Regions from separate parts of the Ovis aries genome. Here region 2 is linked to region 1. The links are chromatin contacts, called in public Hi-C maps. All regions are on one chromosome and are shown on one strand. Each heading gives the region's core, a stretch centred on a gene start, on an enhancer-like site or on the middle of the called end of the contact. The rest is flanking DNA. Distances are from core to core; before and after follow the strand shown. Region 1 overlaps COTL1 (coactosin like F-actin binding protein 1). Region 2 holds the start of COTL1 (coactosin like F-actin binding protein 1).

Region 1 (3,691 bases), core at 727-3,226:
AGTGGGTTGCTATTTCCTTCTCCAATGCATGAAAGTGAAAAGTGAAAGTGAAGTTGCTTAGTCGTGTCTGACTCTTAGCGACCCCATGGACTGCAGCCTACCAGGCTCCTCTGGGATTTTCCAGGCAAGAGTACTGGAGTGGGGTGCCATTGCCTTCTCCAGGGTCTCTTCCTTATTATCTATCAAATGAGGGAGTGAATGTCAGGGTGTCAAAGGCTCTTTCAGCTCAATGCCCCCTCACCCTGACTTTCTTTGGTTAACCAAGGTACACGTAAAGGAAAACACGTATATCTTAGGTGTACAGTTTGATGAATTTATGAATTCTAAAATTTGCAATTTTTGTACATACCCGTGAAACTACCGCCCAGATCAAGACATGGATCCAGCACCCACCCACTCCTGCCCCAGAGGGCTCTCCTCCCCCTGAGCCAGATCAGCTCTAATATTTTATGATTAATGTGTCTGCTTGACTGAGCACATTATTCTTTTATTTATTTTTTAACCTTTTATTTTATATTGAAAGATAACCGATTAACAATGTTGTGATAGTTTCAGGTGCAGGGCAAAGGGACTCAGCCATACATATTTTATTTTTCATTCATTCAGCTGCTCTGGGAGCAGCTCACGAGATCTTAAGTCACAACACTCGAACTCTTAGTTGTGGCATATGGGATCTAGCTTCCTGACCAGGGAACGAACCCAGGTCCCCTGTATTGGGAGCGTGTAGTCTTAGCCACTGGACTACCAGGGAAGTCCCTGAGCACGTTATTCCTTCAGGCTCTTTCCTGTTCTCTCTGGATCCGGACTGCCACTGGCCATGTGTGGCCGCAGAGCATGTGAAGCCTGGCTTGTCACACTGCTGTGTGCTGAGTGCACTGGCTTTTTGAGATTCAGTATGGAGAACAAAATTACTTGTCCTGGTGTGGCTTCTAGCAAATTTACGATTCCCTATGTGTTAGCGTTGCTCTGGGCCGCGCTGGTCTCCTTTCTGCGAGGACTTGCGCCCTGCAGTTTGCAGCCTTCGTGTGGCCTGCCTCTTCTCCGGGAGGTGTTGGTGGTACCTGGAGGGTGCCAGGGACTGTGGCTGAGAGTCCAGGGTGTGTGCATGGTGGGGGGGGGGGGCCTGCTTTCTGTAGATGTGTTCTTTGTGGTTTTCAGTGTGGGCGAGTCCTTGCAGGCCCCTCAGGTCGTGGCCTTTGCTCCTACATTGAGGTCTGGCTGTCCGCAGAATCATTTTTGCTGTTTCTGCCGGGTTTTGAAAGCTGACATTTAAGCCCACTCCCCAGAGGTGGTGGCGCCTCCCTTGCCATGTTGAATGCCCGCTCTGTGAGGACCCTGGAAGGAACAGAGGTGGAGAAGTGTACAGTCATTTGGGGTTGGCTTAGGTTGACTCAGACCTTTGGGGGACTTTCTGCGGAGTCCACACCCTGAGGCGATCTCACCTTTTTGAAGCCTCTGCCCTCCACAAACTCCACCCCAACATCCTGTGGTGGGGGAGCCCCTCCAGGCCCGCCAGGACCACCTCTATGTGGCCGGCCACTTCCTGTCTGCCCTCCGGAGGGAGGGGGCTGCTTCCAATAGTAGGGATCCATGAGGCTGCTTGTCTCTGTACTTTCGTTTGAAAGAATCAGTTTTTGCAAACGTGTCAAAAATTTTTGGTTTTAAGCATGTCTCGAATTCTCAAATGTATAGGGTTTGAGTTTTATTTTTGCAGTTTGAGACATAGATTTTTTTTTAAACGTAATTTTGTTCATTTACGTTTATTGTTATGCTGTATTTCACTGGGTTCTGCTACAGTGGTTTGCTTCTTTAGCTATGATTCGATTTCCCATATACTTGTGGTTTTAAGGGGGACTGTGCTGTGTGCACTTTGACTGTGGATTTCTTAGACCTTATCAAACCTCTTCTTAACCTACATTGTCTAATGGCTAACAGACACAAGCGCAAGTGTTCTTGTTTCTCTAGATAGCCATATATAGCTATCACGGGCAGAGGAACTTTGGAACTTCCTTCTATAGCATCTTGAGCTGTGGGGCTTCCTCCTCCTGGTTTGCTCTTCACCCCTCCCCCTGCTGCTGGGGTCAGGTTGAGAAACACCTTATTTCTGGGTTCCCTTTTCCGGCTCTGCCGTTCGCTGTGTTCACTCTATGCTGATGACTTACACAGACCCTTAGCAGCACAGTATGGCAGACTGGGAGTAGAAAAGGATGTTGAGTCATCTGGGCTGATTACACAATCTCTCCAAGTCCAGCCCGTGGAACTTATCTTTAAAAACAACAAAAAAGCTAATATACTGAAGGAGGATAAGCGAGAAAATGTGTGAGGCTACACCTGGCACCTATTAGATGCCTGATAAATATTAGCCTCCCCTTTCCTCCTTCCTGTTCGTGTTCTTGGTGGCTTGGCATGTTTTGTGAAACTTGACCTTGAGATCGCTTCTGGTTTAGTCATTCTTTTTTGTTTCTTTCTCCCTCTTTTAAAAATTGAGGTGAAACTCCCATAACATAAAATTAACCACCATTAAAAAATACACAATTCAGCGGCATTTGGTACCTTCACGGTGTTGTACAGACACTACCTGTATCCAATTCCAAAATATGTTCATCACTCCTAAAGGAGATGGTGACGCTTTTAAGAAGGCCAGCTTTAGGACGTCCATCATGGTGCAGGGGATAGGAATCCGTCCGCCAATGTGGGGGACATGGGTTTGCTCCCTGGTCCAGGAAGGTTCCACGTGCTCTGGAGCAACTGAGTCCATGCGCCCCAGCTGCTGAGCCCGTGTGCCTAGATCCTGTGCTCTGCAACAAGAGAAGCCACCGCCGTGAGAAGCCCGTGCACAGCAACGAGGACCCAGTGCAGCCAAAAGTAAAAATAATAATAACAAAAATAAAAAGAAGAAGGCCAGCTTTAGAGTCAGCTGTACCTGCTAGCCATGTGACTTTGGGCAACTGTCATTATCTCCAGCCTTTGTTTTGTCATCTTCACAATGGAAATAATATTGATTATTAATATGTTACAGGATTTTTTAAAAAGCAGCTTTATTATGATATAATTTACACACCACAAAATTAACTCACCCTAAGTCTGCAGTTCAATTATTTTTAGTAAATTTACAGGGTTGTGCAACTATTATTGCAATTCAATTTTCGAGCATTTCCATCTTTTTCTGTTCCAATCTCTAGCTCCTTTTGTCTCTCTGGATTAACGGAATCATACAATATGTGGTCTTTCACGTCTGGCTTCTCTCACTGAGCGTAATGGTTTGTTCTTTTTTTTTGAGCATAATGGTTTTAAGGTTCATCCTTGTGGTAGGCTGAATCAGCACCTCACTCCTTTTTATGACTGAGTAATATTCCATCATATGGATAGACCCTATTTTGTTTGCCCTTTCATGTGTTGATGGGCATTTGAGTTGTTTCCACTTTTTGACTGTTATGAATAGTGTTGCCATGAATGTTTGTGATTACAAGTGTTTGTGTGGACATGTGCTTTCATTTCTGTTGGGTAGCTATCTGGGAGTAGAATTGCTGAGTCATGCTAAAAGGTTTTAAGAATTAAGTTTGCTAATGTGTGGCACTGCCTGGTCACTTAGGCCCTTTGTATACAGTGGTCATTGTTTACATTATTTCCTCACGGACTCTTTTTTTTTTAATGTGGACGATGTTCTGACCTTCAGACTTGTTATTCATAT
Region 2 (3,691 bases), core at 424-2,923, 40 kb before region 1:
TTCCCATTCCAATCTTATAAAGGAAGCTTCCCATGTGTTCTTATGGCACTTTTGTGGTTTCCTTTATTTACAGGCAAATCTTCGATCCTTTTGGAATTTACCCTTATCTGCAGTGTGAGGTATGGATCCATCTTTGGTTTGATTTCTAATAGCTAATTATCTCATTATCTTCATCAGGGAGCTGCTTTGAACTGTATCCAACTGGAATTGTTTTGCCTTTTAATTTACAGCAATACCAGCTCCTACTTTTCCCACTCACCTCCCCCCATGTGTCTGTTCAATGCTTGATTGATTTTTGTTTGTTTACCATTGATAATTAATTTTATTATTAATTAAACATTGTCCCTGACCTTTGGGGTTTCTATTTACGATTTATTTTAGTTGATAACCAACAACAATGACCTTTTGTTGAATGTCTAACATATTTGTTTACAAGTTTCATTAAACATTAATCATAAAGCAAACCTATGATGTCAGTTGTAGTTGTTGTTTAGTCGCTATGTGCGACTCTTATGTTGTCGGTACTATTACTATCCCATTGGAGGAAAGTAATCAGAGAGTTTTTGAGGCTTGTCCAAAGGCCCACAGTTAAAAAGAGGCAACACTGGATGCAATTCAAGAGCCGAGTCTTGGGGGGTCCAGCCTTTTTACTTGCCTCAACCCTGTAACTGGTCTTTGTGGAATTATTGCAGGAGGGAATGAATGAGTGAGTCAGTGAGGGAAGGAAGAAGACAGAATGAGTCAGCTCCTGCCCTCAGTGGAACCCAAAGGGGGAGATAAGATGTGAATGCAAATAACCAGAGCACAGAGTAAACAGTGATCCCACCAGTGTTTCAGAAGCAGTCCACTTTCTATCCCCTCCTATTTAACAATCTTACTTCTTTCCGATTTCTCCCTACCTAGAAACCACGGAGCCCAACACTGGGGCGGGGCAGTTTGATGCAGTAAGTCACCCATGTGGAGCTTCCCTGTGGAGCTCTGCAGCCCAGGAGCCCTGGTGGGGAGGAGGGAGGTAGAGGAAGGGATAGGGAGGAGGGGGGATGCAAAGTGAGAGAGAGAGAGAGGACAAAAGCTTGAAGACAAGGAATAGGAAGGAGGTAAACGGAGTTGTTGTTTGGGGGCGATAAGGAGGACTAGGGGTAGGAGGTGGGGGAAGGGAGGGGAGGTGGGAATAGGGAGGCAGGAGGGAGAAGGGGTTAGGGAAGTGGGAAGAGCAAGGGGAGGAGGTGAGGTGAGGAGCGGGTAGTGAATGAGGAGGGAGACTCGAGGAGGGAGACTCAAGGAGGGAGGAGGGAGAGGAACTAGAGAGAGGGAAAGGAGAAACAGGGCTTGGGGAGGAGGAAATGGGGGAGGAGTTAGGGGAGTGGGAGAACATCGAAAGGGTTGGGGGAAGGAGAAGAGAAGAGGAGGAGGAAGGAGAAGGGGGGAGGGAGAAGAAGAGGGGAGGAGAGAAGGGGAGGAGGGCGAAAAAGCCCCCCTCTCCAGCCCCCTTCGCAGGGTTGCGCAACCCACTCGGGCTGGTATTGGCCGCTGGTGAGTAAAGACGCCACGCCCCCGATACGCGCTAAGACCAATAGAAATAGGGGGCGGGGCTTAATGCGTCCTGGAAGGCCAATGGGCGAGGGGGGCGGGACTGCGTGGCCTGGGTCTAGCTTGCGCTCCTCGCGCATTCGGAGCCACAGCTGCTCTCGGAGCTCGGAGCTCGCCTTCTCTCGCTGCTGTTGCCAACCGCCCGCCCGCTTGCCCGCCCGCCTTCCGCGCGTCCCCGCCCCGCTCCGCTCCGATCCCTGCAGCTGGCCCCAAGCGCGCTCATCTTTCGCTGCGAGCACAGTATCCCCACTGCGGCCCCGCGGCGATGGCCACCAAGATCGACAAAGAGGCTTGCCGAACGGCGTACAACCTGGTGCGCGACGACAGCTCGGCCGTCATCTGGTGAGGAACTTTGCATTGCTCTTCGAGCCCCGCTGCCTGAGCTCGCGAGGGCCCTGGTGCGCTGAGCCGTCTTCCAGACGGGACGGATTAAGGGTCATCCCCGTGCGGTCTCCCCGCAGCCTTAACCCGGGACAGCGTGGAAAGCCAGCGCTGGCTTTTCGCTAGCCAGAGCATCTCTTAGATTGTTCTGTGGAAGCTCGGCACCGTTCAGGCACCAACGCTGATGTGTATGTGTATGTGTGTGTTTTTCTCTTCTCCCAATCCAAAGGGTGACTTTTAAATATGACGGCTCCACCATCGTCCCCGGCGAGCAGGGAGCGGAATATCAGGACTTCATCCAACAGTGCACAGGTAGGGAGACACGCCTTCTGGGGGACTCCCGGTCTTTTGGAACAAGGTCAATGCTAGGGAGGAGCCTGAGGCTACCCTGGGCGCCCCCAGCGCTGGAGGAACCAGATTGGAGCGTTCTAAAGCCTCCACAACGCCTTCTCCCGTCTGGGCATCCAGAACAACCAGAGGTGACCGGCAGCCTCCTCCCTCTCACAGTAACCTTTTCAGGCGGGACAGCTCCTTTGCCCCCACGGTCACTAGCTTTCCACCGTTAACTCACGGAGTTCCATACTCCAGGGTCCAGCCCTCCCGGGTTTCCCCTTTCATCAGTCAGAGAGCCAAAATAAAAACAATCCTGGTGCTTATCGAAGGAGAAAGGAATGGTTAGCGACAGCCCCCTCCTTTCTCCTGCCGTCATTGTCCATGTGCTGGTGATGTGTTTTTGTTTGTAGAATATAGAGCAGAATATGAACACATACATGCCATATGATCCCATTTATGTGAAATTTTAGAAAAGGCAAAGCTAATCTGCAGCGTGAAAAGTCAGAAGAGTGGTCCCGCTTGTGGGTGGCTAGCCACTGACTGGGAGAGGCACATGGAAGGTGGGGTGGGGTCTCAAGGGGTTGGGAATATTCTGTGTTTTGAATATTCTGTATTTTGGGAGGCAGTTACACAGGTGTGTACATATAAGAAATCTGTCAAGCAAAATCTTCAGGATTTGTAAACTTTGTGCCTTTCCCTGGGTTGTCTTGAATCATTAAGTGGAAAAACCACATGCAGGTACAACCACAACCTCCCGTCCTTGCCCCCAACACACACCACTGAAGCAAAAGGCCCAGCATCACTGGCAATAAGCCCCTTTAAAGCTAAGATTGGAGGATGGACTCTTTTTCTGGGCTCTGGGCTCTGGCTTGGAAATAGATATTTTCAGACAAAGGCAGTACGGCCTGAAAGTTAGGGTGGGACCTAGAGTCAGCATGGTGGGTTTGAATCCCCTTGTGGCCGCTTTCTAGTTGTGTGGTTTGGGGCAAGTTACTTAACCTCTTGGGGCCTTGGTTTCCTCCCCTGTAATCTTAGAGGGCTGTCGAAAGGATAGGTGAGTCAGTGCCTGTACAAATGACATGGTTGTTTGTGAAATAAAAAAAAAATACAACACTGTGCTCAAGATCACGCAACGGCCCCTTTTCTTTATTCAAATTACTATTTTGAATTTATTCTAATTCAAATAATATCTATAAAGTGTCTGCTGTGGGCTGGGTGGTGCTGAGATTTACCATCCCTGCCCCCCCCCCCCCCCCAAAAAAAATCTCCCAACTAAAACATCTCCCAGAGCTACCTCTAGACCTTCACTTACTGCTTTTGGACAGGATTGTTTAAAATGTTGTTTAGTTAAGTCGTGTCCAACTCTTTTGTGACCCCATGGACTGTA

Evidence for each region. Hi-C and Micro-C count contacts between places; a contact is called where the count stands out from the background.
Region 2: a Hi-C map of blood shows a contact between it and region 1, with 2.1 times the contacts expected there. The contact joins the promoter of COTL1 here to the enhancer-like site in region 1. A contact is called at or near these places in 4 of 16 Hi-C or Micro-C datasets (all in blood).

Annotation. Positions count from the first base shown.
Region 1 is chr14:10,316,091-10,319,781 of ARS-UI_Ramb_v3.0, reverse strand. All of the region lies in intron 3 of COTL1 (coactosin like F-actin binding protein 1), which reads left to right. Among named protein-coding and RNA genes, the nearest start is that of MEAK7, 29 kb to the right of the region's middle. Within about 2 kb of position 1,976, at least 14 of the 54 cell types and tissues checked have an H3K27ac peak or open chromatin away from gene starts, as enhancers often do.
Region 2 is chr14:10,356,241-10,359,931 of ARS-UI_Ramb_v3.0, reverse strand. COTL1 (coactosin like F-actin binding protein 1) reads left to right here and starts at 1,673. Exons shown (of 4, transcript XM_004014943.4): 1 at 1,673-1,932; 2 at 2,201-2,283. The coding sequence starts at 1,856.